Regions from separate parts of the Mus musculus genome. Here region 2 is linked to region 1. The links are chromatin contacts, called in public HiChIP or PLAC-seq maps. All regions are on one chromosome and are shown on one strand. Each heading gives the region's core, a stretch centred on a gene start, on an enhancer-like site or on the middle of the called end of the contact. The rest is flanking DNA. Distances are from core to core; before and after follow the strand shown.

Region 1 (5,885 bases), core at 2,705-5,204:
AGTGTGCAGCCTCCAGAAGAGCCTGAGCTCTCGGATCAACCTGTGACCAGTGTGCAGCCTCCAGAAGAGCCTGAGCTCTCGGATCAACCTGTGACCAGTGTGCAGCCTCCAGAAGAGCCTGAGCTCTCGGATCAACCTGTGACTGGGTACACAAGTACCTCAGAGGTATCACAGAAGCCAGATACCAAGAAAGACATAGATCTAGGTAATTTTATAGTGTTTCTCTATGAAGTAGAGGTGTACTGTAAAGAAGGCCTGCTAGAATATTTTCTTAAAGGTAGGAAAGTCAGACCAATTCAGGTGTGTATACGTTTCTAAAATTTTCCCACAAGTGACAGAGAAAAGCAAGAATTCAGATGCATGGAGGTCAAAAACAGGAGCAAAGCCAGGGACTGTCACTAACATGCAAGCCAGTGTTTGGCTGTGCCCAGCCACTATAAATCACTTCAGCATGAAATTGTGCTCCTGTCCTTCAAAGCCACATGTTCTAAAGCAGAGGGTCCCATTAGACCAGAACACATGAAGTGCTGGGCTGGGGACAGCAAGCTGTGTGAAACAAGCCCCTGGGGGAGGCTGAGGGGAACCAGTTAAGAGTCTTACCTTAAAGGCCCTGGTTTCACTGTCCACTCCCATTCCTCTGAGGGGCTACAGTGCAATTCAGATGGGTTTTGGATTGATTGCCTAAATAAGGCAAATACAGCTTTTAAAAATACTGTGAGGCATCTCGGTGTCTTTCCATGCTATGCTTTTAGGAAACTATGGGGGAATGACAGTCCAACCCAGACTGACATTTGTAACTGTAAGTATTTGATTTCAGCACACAGGAACTATTGGATGTCAGATAAAAAGTTCTTTTTCATTTTTGTTCTAAACTTCCTCAGTAATGGTCTTAGTGGTTTTCTAATCGTAGCATCGCTCACTCTCATTTCACAAGTAAACCAGATGCTCTCATTGTGCTGTTTTGCTATCTAATACAGTATCATGTCATCACTGGGGTTTCTTTTGGGAGGTGGTCCAGTGCTGGGGATCACACTCGAGGCTCCTGCATGGTAGGTTAACGTTACCACGCCAGCTCCAGCTCTAGTGTGTGTATGTGTGTATGTGTGTGTGTGTGTTTGTGTGTGTGAGCGTGAAGCGTAGCTATAGCCTTAGTCTGCAGAAATGAAGGTTTCAGAGTCACTAGGGTAACATCCCCTGCTCTCCAGGTAATACACAAAGTGTGCAAAGTGTCGCAGTGGAGAGAGGTTTAGCTGAGCCGAGATGGACTGATATATCGGTGGTCTCCCGTGTCCCAGAGGACAGCGTAGCCTTGTGAAACATTCTCCAAATTCTTGTTAATTTAGAGAGGCCCTGTTGACTGAAAATAAGTCGGGTACCATTGAGACCCATGGCTCATTTGCTCAAAACCTTTAGGATTGAGAAAAGTTGTGCTAACAGAACTAGGAAGAGGATGTCTGCTCTAAATTTCCCCCACCCCTACACAGTGCCCAGACACCTTTCTAGGCAAGTCTTCTAGGGTCCTTGCACACACCTCACATGCTACGATGCTGACCTAACTGAAAAAAATGCCACCCATTGTCAGGCATCAGTCCATAGTGAACTGGGTTTTAAGGTTGGGAAGAGACCCCGAGAGGGCCCAGTCCAGCCTCTCAATAACTGCTGCTGAGAACACATGCCAGGCTCATGGAACTCAAGCTGAGATCCACCCCTGCCCCTTCACTTCCCTGTGTGTAATTCTCTCAGGTATAACTGGATTTTCTTCCTTCACAAAAGCCCCAAGCCAGTCTCCACTCTGAAAGAAATTCTTTTCATCATTCCTGGGATTTACTGTATTTTCTGTAGTGGCCACCTGTCCATACAGCAAATATTAAGTATCTGCTACATGCCAGCTATGCTAAGCCTTAGTTTAGTCTATCTACAAGACTTTTATAGAAGTCAGAGTTCTCCTGACATGTGGGTTGTAGGTCATTAAACTCGGCCACAAGCACTCTTCCTGAGCCACCTTGTTGGACCCCAGAACTCGTTCTTTTCCAACTTTCCTAAAGTTTCTAATAGAGTTCTATCATCACCAAGTCAGAGTTTGCTGACTGTGATTGTGTCTGTATGGTTTTCTTTGATAAGTGCTGGTTGCTGTAGACCAGCTTGGCCTTGAACTCATAGACATCCTTCTGCCTCTGCTTCTGCAGTCCAGGGATCAAAAGCATGCCTTGCCTGGCAATTCTGTCTATATGGAGAATGTATAAAATCTGGGTTCTGTTTTCAGTTCCCCTGAATGGCAGAGAGACATGATGGAGCAGACTGGAGGTGATCTTAGTTTTGTAACTGAAGGGTCTGATGGCTCCACAGTTAAAACCCCAGAGGCTTCGCTTTTCTCTGTGATTTTCCTTAGGAGTCTCAAATGTTCTATGCTTAAGTGTCTTTGTCAGGTGAACAGACACCATGACCAAGGCAAGTCTTTTAAGGACAACATTTGATTGGGGCTGGCTTACAGGTGCAGAGGTTCAGTCCATTATCATCAAGGTGGGAACAGGGGAAAGTCCAGGCAGGTATGATGCAGGAGGAGTGGAGAGTTTTACTCTTCATCTGAAAGCTGCTAGGAGAATACTAACTTCCAGGCAGCTAGGATGGGGTTCTTAAAAGCCCACAATCACAGTGACACACCTACTCCAACAAGGCCACACCCCCAACTAGTACCACTCCCTGGGCCAAGCATATTCAAGCCATGACACTTAGTGACTAATATTTAGAGGGCACTCTGTAACTATTTAAATGAAGAGAAAAATTCTTCTTTTAAAGCATAAAAGAAAATATGTTGTCCGTTGCCCCCTTTTAGGTCCTGTAATGGAAGGTGGTCCTGTTGGGGCTGGAGATGTACAAAAGCAACTAGAGACAATTGCAGAGGAGCCAGCAGCTGTCCCACCTCTGGAAAGTGCATTTGGTTCCCTCTATGCCTTCATCCTTTATTTAAGTAAGATGGTAAGTAAGGGAGACGTATAGTTTCTTCTGCTAGAATACTGATTAATACCATGATGTTTCCAGAGCGGGGGTATACAGAAGGGCTGATGATAGCCAGTCTTTTATAGGTGAGGCTGGCCTCAAATTCACTGTGCAGCCAAGGCTGATCCTCTGGCTAATACCTCCAAGTGTTGATGCTGTAGACATGAGCTGCCACCTTGGCTTGATTTGCAACATGTTTTAAGTTGAATCTGAGCCTGGAGTGAAGAATTTAAAATATCTTTATGAGCTCTGCTTCGATCCTCTGAAGGTGCCTCCTGAAATGAGCCACAGGTGGATGGCTTTAATTAGGAGCCCTTAGGTTAGCACACAAGAGTTTATTCCCTGGCAGGGCTGGGCATGCACACAACTATAAAGCAGGGTTTGTCCCCTGGGACCTCTTAGTACCTCAGGGAGCTGGAGATGTTCACTTGAAACAGAAGAGACAGTTTTTGTCACGGCTGGTAGAGAAGCAAGAGAGTTAGGAGTTAGCTGATACATATGTGGATTAAGAAGTATTGTTTGCTGTTGAACAGAGTGGACTGGGAGAGGGGGGTGGGCAACAGGGACAGAGAAGACAGCATGCTAGAGAAAGGGAAACATGGAGAAAGGGGATGCTGGGAGACTAGGGAAGGTGAGTGTCTGTGAGGGAGGCGTGTCCTGAGGAGTTCTGTTAAGCTGTCCATGTTATGTACCCTTTGAAGGTTTGAAACAGAGAAGTGGTGGGTCAGATCTATTTCCTAGAAAGAGCTATCATGGCAAAATGTTTATTCAAGCTAATCTTTTTGAAGAGAGTCTGGATCCAAGTAAGACATTTGACATCTCTGGAAGCTTAGTCAAGTTTGTAGGATTTAGCTCCCTCTCGTGGTGTATGTGGAAACTGGACGTTTTTCTAGGTAAATTGGACTAGGCTGGAGGCCAAATGATGTCAGGACTGCAGTGTCATCGTGGTCACCGTGGCCTCCTGTAGGGCCTGTCATCTTGACGCTTGTGTAATAGAGTTTTGCTATTGATGTTTTCTGTAAAACAGGTTTTGAGTCAGGGAGATCTGGTTTCAATCTCGATTTAAAAGTTTGTGCTAGTTACTAAACCTTGTTTAATTGGAGCATAGTAAGTGTAATCTTTATGATGTGAGTTATGGTAATTTGATAGATGTGTATATTATGTAACGATCAAATCAGGATAATGACCAGGGCAATGCTCATGTCTATGATTCCTCTGATTTTTTTTTTTTGAAATGTTCTTACATTTATTTAATGTTTGTGCGTGAGTGTGTGCATATGTATGTGGGAGGCAGTCAGGGGACAACCTGCAGGAGTCAGTTCTCTCCTTCTTCCATGTGGGTTCGGAATCAAGCCCAGGTTATCAGTGTTGGTGCAAGCACCCTTGCCGACTGAGCCATGTCTACAGCTCACTTTTAATCACTTGAAAACGTATCACAGGCCGTTATAATCCATTAACTGCGATACAGAACATGCGGCACAAGCTCCTCTGTGCTTTTCAGCCCCATTTAATTCCTTCCTGTCCTCCCAACACCCCTTTCCGTCTCTGCCAACCACTGTTCCATTCTGTAAGATGTCGAACAGCAAATAACTAAACTTTGAATTTCGGCCTCCCTGTCTGAGAAGGGCAAATGAAAACTATTCCTACTGCAACAACCAAGTGGTCGGCAGTGTAAAGTGTCTGGGGAGGTGGCTGGGACTCTGTGGAGTTTCCTCCCACTCCCGCTTCTTCTTTATGGTCAGAGGGCAGTGTAAAGATGCTGAGTACCCAGCAAATTCAGAGGAGAAGCTGCCTGATGAGAAGGATGGAGCAGAGCCAATCCATCTTCAGTTTTCTCCACGGTTTCTTGTGCTGGAGGCAGCTGCCTGGCAAAGGTGTTGTTGGCTCTGAGCTGTCACAGTTAGGATGCTTCCAGTGACTGAACCAGGCCCAGTGTCCTTTGAGCATCTCAAGGAGGCAGTGGTTAAAAGTGGAAGGAAGCCCGTCTTCCTCACATTTCTACGTATATACAGGACTCTTTCTTCTTGGGCTGAGTGAGAGACACAGATAAGGTACAGGATATGGCGTCCACTTGTAGGGTGACAGAGGAAGACGTAGACATAAAAGGCAAGACGGGACATGGCGATCCAAGATTCTGGCTCAAAGGGCAAGCTCCAAAAAGCACTTTAATGGCTCAATATGCACAAGGCATCTGCTAGGAATCAAAGATTCTAATATGAGGGTTAGCAAAAAGGCTCAGCAGATAAAGGTACTTGCTGTCATGTCTGACTACCTGAGTTCAATCCCACATCCCACACTGTGGAAGGAGAGGACTAGTGCCTGTAAGTTACAGTCCTGGTTGGTTTGTTTCTTAGATTATTATAAGTAAGTACACTGTAGCTGCCTTTAGACACACCAGAAGAGAACATCAGATCTCATTACAGATGGTTTTGATCAACCATGTGGTCGCTGGGATTTGAACTCAGGACCTTTGGAAGAGCAGTTGGTGCTCTTAACCACTGAACATCTCTCTAGTCCCAGTCCTGATTTTTTAAGGCCTTGTAAGAATAAGATTATATGGGAAAACTGGGGACCTATGAACAAGGCGATGTGAAGTTTCCAGCAAGGAGCATAGCTACCTGGTAGGGAGGGCAATTTGGTCCGCTTTGGTTAGGGGAACTGAAGCACCACAGGTCAGCTTTATGGGTCAGTTGTTTGGTGATATTTGGAATCTTACAGTTAGAAGGGACTTTGGAAGATGACTGCCCCAGCGTCTTGCTAGTGACAGTGATTTCCTGACATGTCGTTCGTTCTGAGGTCTGTGCATTAGTAATTCTCCTTTTAAATTTTATTTCGTTGTGAAGGTTCATACAAGTAAATAACTGTGTTCAACATCTCACCAGCCCTCT
Region 2 (6,678 bases), core at 54-2,553, 39 kb before region 1:
CCTCTTCTGGAGTGTCTGAAGACAGCTACAGTGTACTTACATATAATAAATAAATAAATCTTAAAAAAAAAAAAAGAATATATAACACGCACGTACAGTAGCAGCAGTTGCTAGTATGTATTCGGAACTTAACCACATAAATAGCCCATAAGTTATCTAAGATAATCATAGCAGCAACCGTATTTCCTTCCAAGTTAGGACTGAGAAACGGTGAAGACAAAAGTCTGGGAAACACAAAGCACACAGACGAGCCGGTATGACAAAAAACGTAAGGGGGTCGGCAGCGGCCCATGGCAAAGAAATGACTCGACAAAAGCAGCTACATGCCACTGGACATGGATTTAAATGTCAAAATGCTCAAGACCCTTGTTCTGCGTATCCATCAAATACTGAAGCTACGAATTCCACTGAACGCGTCCCTCCCTTCTGCAATCCCACAGCATCACCCTAGTTCGGTACCCTCACCCTTATCAACTGGCGTTGCTTTCTTTGTTTTCTGCGGTGCTAGAGATCGAACCTGAAGCCTGCTGACAAACGATTTCTTTCTTTTCTTTTTGGGGGTGTTTTGTTTTGTTTTTTTCCGAGACAGGGTTTCTCTGTGTAGCCCTGGCTGTCCTGGAACTCACTCTGTAGACAGGCTGGCCTCGAACTCAGGAATCCGCCTGCCTCTGCCTCCCAAGTACTGGGATTAAAGGCGTGCGCAACCACCGCCCGGTACGATTTCTTTTTTTAATATTACACTTTGTTTATTGTCGGAAGAAGCCACGGCGCACGCGTGGAGGTCAGAGAATCATCTAGAGGGGTCCTTCAACTGTGTAGATCCGGGGATCGAACTCACCCGGCTTGACAGTAATTGCCACTACCTGCTGACCCATCTCCCAAAGAGTTGGCCAGCCTCAAATTTTGTTTCTCCGCCTTAAATCCAGATTAGGCCTTTAAAAAAAATCAATCTCAGCCGTTCCGCGAAAAAGTTTGAAATAGCACCTGAATTAGAAATCGACCTTACCACACACGGTAAGGAGACAACGCAAATCCTTCCTTGGCCCTCAAAGACTCAAACTGGCCTGGGGAAGGTTGGCGTGGTGGCTGTTGCCACGGTAACCAAAAGTTCACGATCTCTGTAACTTACGGTCTCAGAGCCCAGGAGCACAAAGTCAAGAGGAAACCGCAGAAGGAACAAGCAGGAGGCTCACACACCTTTTCCTGTTTCACTGAAAGCGCAAGGCGTACGGAGCCCGCGAGCCGCTAAATCCAAGCTCCAGAGTCGCCCGACTCCACGTTGTTCGCCGCCCCGGAAAACCCTGTCCGGAAGCAGTTAACGAGCGCTTCCTGGGAGCTTGCGCAGAACCAGCCTGGTGGGCATTCAGGTAGTGCGCATGCGTGGCCACGCCCCCACAGGAGCGTTACCTGTGGGAAAGATGCAGAGCCTATCCAGCTCTGAAGAGGCTTCCGGACGAGGCCCGGAAGTGGATGTTGACTTCCGCCTCCCCATTGGTTTGGCCCAGATTGACAATTTAGCCTGAGCCTTAACGAAATTGGAAGATTTCCATCGCAAAGTCGAGTGTGACAAGGGAACGCATAGCCGATCCCAGTTGCTGCTAGCATCTGATTTAAGTGACTTCCTGCCTCACAGTTTGAGCAAGAATCTTTTTCCTTTTCAACGTGGATTGTTGTAGGGATGGGTCTGGATCCCACTTTCATGAGAGACATTCACAGCCATGTGTTAATTCTGGAGGTAGATAGTGGAATTGTTAAGCCTTTGAAAAGGACCATGGAGAATGGCAGATGTATTTTCAAGGGCTGATCCGTTAAATGAACAGACTGGCACCAGTGGTGAAAACACGCATTAATGAGTAAAAGCTACAGGAAGACAACTTTAAAGTTATTGGAACTAAAATAAAAAAGAACGTACTGAAGGCTGCATAAGTGATGGCATGGACTCCTCTGGAACTTTGAATTTACTGCTCGAGAACAGAATCCGAGTATCATAGAAACCTAAGGGTCTATAAAAAGACTTTGTATGAAGAGTTGTTTTTTTTTTTTTAATGCGATGGGTATTTTATTCCGTGTTTTCTATGTAAACAGTATGCAGTGCTCATAGGCACTAGAGAAAAGTTATTTATACAGTTCTTTGTGTCTTTGCCCTTACTGTTTCTTTTTGTTGCTGAGTTTTTGTTTTGTTTTATTTTTGTTTCTAAGACCATGTTTCAGCATTGCCCTAGCTGTCCTAGAACTTAGTCTGTAGACCAGGATGGCCTCAACCCAGAAATCAGTCTGGCTTCCAAGTGCTGGGATTAAAGGCATGTGCCTCTATGCCTGGGCCTTTAAACCTATACTCCTAACTACAGGCAAAGCTAAACTATGTGACAAAGGAGGGGCAGTCACACACACACACACCAAGATAATGATTAGCTTGTCATCTGGAATCTTGATTTATCAAAATGACTCAGCTGATTTTGGTCATGCTCATAAAAATGGGGGAAAATACTAGCAGTAGTGGTGCGTGCCTTTAATCCCAACACTCAGGAGGGAGGGAGGCAGGCAGATTTCTGAGTTCGAGGCCAGCCTGGTCCACAGAGGGAGTTCCAGGACAGCCAGGGCTACACAGAGAAACCCTGTCTCAAAAAAGGGGTGGGAGGATGTTGTGATGTTGAAAGATCCTGGCAGAATGTAAAAGGTCACAGAAGCCCTGAAATTGGCAAAATAGATTCATTGTTAGCAGAACTAGCTTCACTGGTTTAGAAAAATAGAGGTACACAATGCTCTGGCCACTCCTAGAACCCATGTGTCTGCCAATGTTCTGACCGTTCCTTGAACCCATGTGTGTGCCCACTGATGAAGCCCATTGCCAGGTGTTTGTGATATTGGTTGCTGAGGAAGAGTCGGAAAATCTCCACAGCAACCACAGCTGGGGCCAATCCAGGGTTGCTGCACCTGCAGCAGACTCTTTCCTTGTACCCCTCCCATACCCATTTCTTGAGAATAGACATTGTTTAGATTGGGTAATCCCCTACTCCCTCCTTCTCCTTTCCCCCCTAAGGGCCTATAAAAACTGGTACCCCTTTCCCCTTGGGGTCGACTCCTCTTCCCCTACGTGGGATATGAGTCGTCCCCAGAGCTCTGGCTTTCCCCCAAATAAAGCCTCATGTGGTTTGCATCAAGCTTTGTCTCTCGTGAGTTCTTGGGGGTCTGCTATTATCCTGAGACTTGAGTGAGGGTCTCCCTTCAGAGGTCTTTCAATGTCAAAGTTTTCAAACATCTCTTCATCATCCATTCTCTCTCTAGTCCTTACATACCATTTCCGGTTCAGACCACTTCAGTTCAGACCACTTCCTGTTCCCACAGCACAGTCCTAGATGATAATGTCTGGAGAAGGGGTCTGCACAGCAGCTTTCTACAGCAGCTTTCTAGACTCCAATCTTAAAGAATGTGTATTACAACGGGGAGGAAAGTACAACTGCTTTTCACTAAAGTCATGGTGATGAACTACATCTTCTGGAAGCTTTGAAAGTGTCTCAGAAAATATTATTCCTATGAACCTTTCCTGGATTAAAAAATGAGCTTCATTCAACCAAGCAATTGAAAATGTCACAAATAACTTTCACTCCATCACAAAAAATGTGGCAAAAAATAAAAGCATAAAGTCAGAGCCAACTTGCATGGCAGTTTAGAGAAGACCTTTATCCAACTACAACTTTCCTGAAGTATATGGGTTAGGCTCCTACCCTAGGCTGAGACTTGGGGAAAAACTGCTTTAGAAGGCATGACTTCACCTTTTCCCTCCTTGTTTGGTACCCTGAGCCACCATGGAAAGAAACCCAGGCTAGCCATCTTGAGAGAGAGAGGCCAGATGTATAAAGAGCTCCTGGCATATTAGCACCATACGCAAAGTGCAGGGCCTTGGTTCCCAACACATGAAGAAGATAAAAAGGTGGTCCTCTCAGATCTTAGAGCAGTCATTGGCTGAATGCAGCTATGTGAGAGGTTCCAGTTGACCAGAAGTGTATCAAAGTCAAGCTAAGCCCTGCACAAACTCCCAGCTCAAACTGTGCATGATGAATGGCAGTTATCTTTAGGCAGTAAGTTTGTCTGATTTACTAAGAAGATATGACATAAGTGTCACTCTACCCATGCTAGCCCTGGGTTTTAAGATGCCTTACACATTTGGCTTTTATTGTTAAGGAGGACATCTGTCAACAAGTTTGAGATACATGACTAGATAATTTAACTGAGAGATAGGTTTATTCTAATCAGTTTAGCTACCACAACACAGCCATCAGACAATGGAATGAAGCTATTTCAACCCAACTCATGGTTGAAGACAGTCATGTGAGACACCCCAACCAGGAGCTCATAGAAGATCATTCAGCTAAGTTCATAGAATAGATAGAAATTAATGATTTTTACACATTAAATTTATTACATAATATAAAGTAAGTGTTGATCTGTTTCCACACGGAAACGTCGACTTTTACTCTGGAGTTCGCTTTAGCATTACTAGAAGCAAGGTCCTGTTGCTGCTGTCTCTGTTTTCATTTCAGTTTTGAAGATTTTTATTGGGCTGGCAGGATTTTTTCTCTTTCAGCTCTTTAAACATTCCCTTTGACTTTTAGTCTCATTTCTGATAAGATTAAACTTTAACTGTTTTTACTGATTGGCGGTGTTTTACTTGTCTCTGGTTGCTTTCATTTTTCTCCCAACTTGATTATTTATCAGCAGTAGTATACTGATCTATGTGTGATTTTTTTATTAGACTTTATATACACTGAGTCTCTTAGACCCATCAGTTTCTTGTTTGTTAGTTTGGAAAAATGTTTAAACATTTTTTTGCCTTCAGTAAATTTTTATTCAATTATATCCTTGCTTTCAGACACTTTGAGGACTCCTAATTATATGTCTGTAATTCCACCTAGTATTAAGAGATATTAGTAATAGAAATTCTGCTCATTTTTCTCATTCTGACCTTTAGGCATGATAATTCCTGTTAGCCTATTTTCAATTAACTCTTTGTTGATTGGAAGTGTAAAAATCTTCTGACAGCCTGTTTCCTTATTTTTTCACTTAAAATAATTTTAAAGATTTATTTATTTATTCTTATTCATACAAGTACACTGTAGCTGTCTTCAGACACACCAGAAGAGGGCATCAGATCTCATGACAGATGGTTGTGAGTCACCATGTGGTTGCTGGGAATTGAACTCAGGACCTTTGGAAGAGCAGCCGGTGCTCTTAACTGCTGAGCCATCTCTCCAGCCCTAAAATACTTTTCTTTTAAAAATGTATTTATATTTTATGTGCACTGGTGTTATACCTATATGTATGTCTGTGTGAGGGTTACAGACGGTTGTAAGCTGCCACGTGGGTGCTGGGACTTGACCCCTGGTCTTTTGGAGAAACATTCTGTGCTCTGAACCCCTAAGCCATCGCTTCAGTCCCCAAATCATGTTTCTTATTTCTTAGATTTTTTTTTTTGTCAAAGAAAGTTTTCACTTCTATGTCATCATGTCCTATTTGTTCATTATAACCACTTCTCACTAAGCCTTTGAAGTAATTCAACTTCTTTTTCAAGACAGGGTCTTGCCGTGTGGCTCTGGCTGTCCTGGAAGTCACTGTGAAGGTCAGGCTACCTTCACACTCACAGAGATCCACCTGCATCTGTCTCCCAAGTGCTGGGATCAAGAAAGTGGGCCACTACTCCTAGCTTATGGAGTAATTTAAATTTTATTTCAGCTAATTCTAAAATGTGGATCATCTCACAGATGTCTTATTATTCATGGCTTTCTGGTTTTTTAAATTTTGATTTTTCCATTTGTTTTTTGCAGTCTGTTAAGGCTTAGTTCTATTGTGAACATTTATAGATTATAGGAAGTTTACATTGTCTTTTCCTAAGGGGACTGTAATGGTTAATGTTAATTCTCAATCTGATTGCATTCAAATGCCTCGTCAGAGAGTATCTGATGGTATTTCCAGAGACAGATCATTAAAGCTTTCAACTAATCAGTGAATTGGTCCCTTAAGGACTTGCCATATTATCATACTGAAAAGTGGGAGGCAGGACCCAGTGGTAGTAGCCATCTCCAGCCCCTAGAGTTAAATTTTAATCATCATTTCCTAGTGCTATGGCCATATTTAATATGCCTTATCCAAACTGAAATATGTTACAAGGTTAAAGTAAATTTTGGAGTTCAGAGACTTCATATGAAGGAAAGGATATAAAATAGCCCGTTAATAGCTTTACATTTGTTGCAAGTTGAAATGACATTTTGGGTAGATTGGGCTAAATAAATCCAACCTTCTCTAGCTTAATTAACCTTCTGCAGCAACAGGCAATGATAATTTGAGGCAAGGTAGAAGAATCCACAGCCTACATGAATTCATCTTTTGTCAAAGACTTCAGTAACTCTACAGCTATTTGCTTCTGTTGAGACTCTGATGGGTTAAGGTTAGTCTCCTCAAGGGTCCAACTGTGTTATGGAATCTGTTTCCATTGGGTTTTGTAGAAATTACTTTTCTAACTAATGTGACAAAATACTTGAGAAGTGAGGCTAGAGGGGTGTGGCTGGTGAAACAGGGCTGGAGGGGCAGGGCTGGAAGGATGGCTCAGAAGTTAAGGTCACTTGCTGCTCTTCCAGGGTACAAGAATTTGGATCCCAGCACCCACACTGGGTGGCTCACAAC

What was found. HiChIP or PLAC-seq counts read pairs in DNA pulled down with a chosen protein or histone mark.
Region 2: a contact with region 1 is called in an H3K4me3 HiChIP or PLAC-seq map of the SCID.adh cell line, with 60 read pairs. The contact joins the promoter of Taf1a here to the enhancer-like site in region 1. A contact is called at or near these places in 1 of 39 promoter capture datasets (the 3T3-L1 cell line), 2 of 15 datasets of contacts at CTCF or cohesin (CD8 T cells and pro-B cells), 52 of 484 Hi-C or Micro-C datasets (the 63-12 cell line, the C10 cell line, CD4 T cells and 27 more), 14 of 115 datasets of contacts at active chromatin or transcription factors (the 230-238 cell line, CD8 T cells, the SCID.adh cell line and 7 more) and 4 of 9 other capture datasets (adipose tissue, bone marrow-derived macrophages, liver and 1 more).

What each region holds. Positions count from the first base shown.
Region 1 is chr1:183,348,055-183,353,939 of GRCm38.p6, reverse strand. Mia3 (melanoma inhibitory activity 3) reads left to right here. Exons shown (of 26, transcript NM_177389.3): 5 at 1-205; 6 at 2,834-2,976. It overlaps Gm34102 (a long non-coding RNA gene), which reads right to left. Exons shown (of 2, transcript XR_389733.4): 2 at 4,366-5,188. Among named protein-coding and RNA genes, the nearest start is that of Gm34102, 5.5 kb to the right of the region's middle. Within about 2 kb of position 3,954, at least 57 of the 459 cell types and tissues checked have an H3K27ac peak or open chromatin away from gene starts, as enhancers often do. A contact at or near this core is called in the 63-12 cell line, the SCID.adh cell line, Th1 cells and 7 more, where this site is marked.
Region 2 is chr1:183,383,610-183,390,287 of GRCm38.p6, reverse strand. It overlaps Taf1a (TATA-box binding protein associated factor, RNA polymerase I, A), which reads right to left and starts at 1,303. Exons shown (of 11, transcript NM_001277959.1): 1 at 1,130-1,303.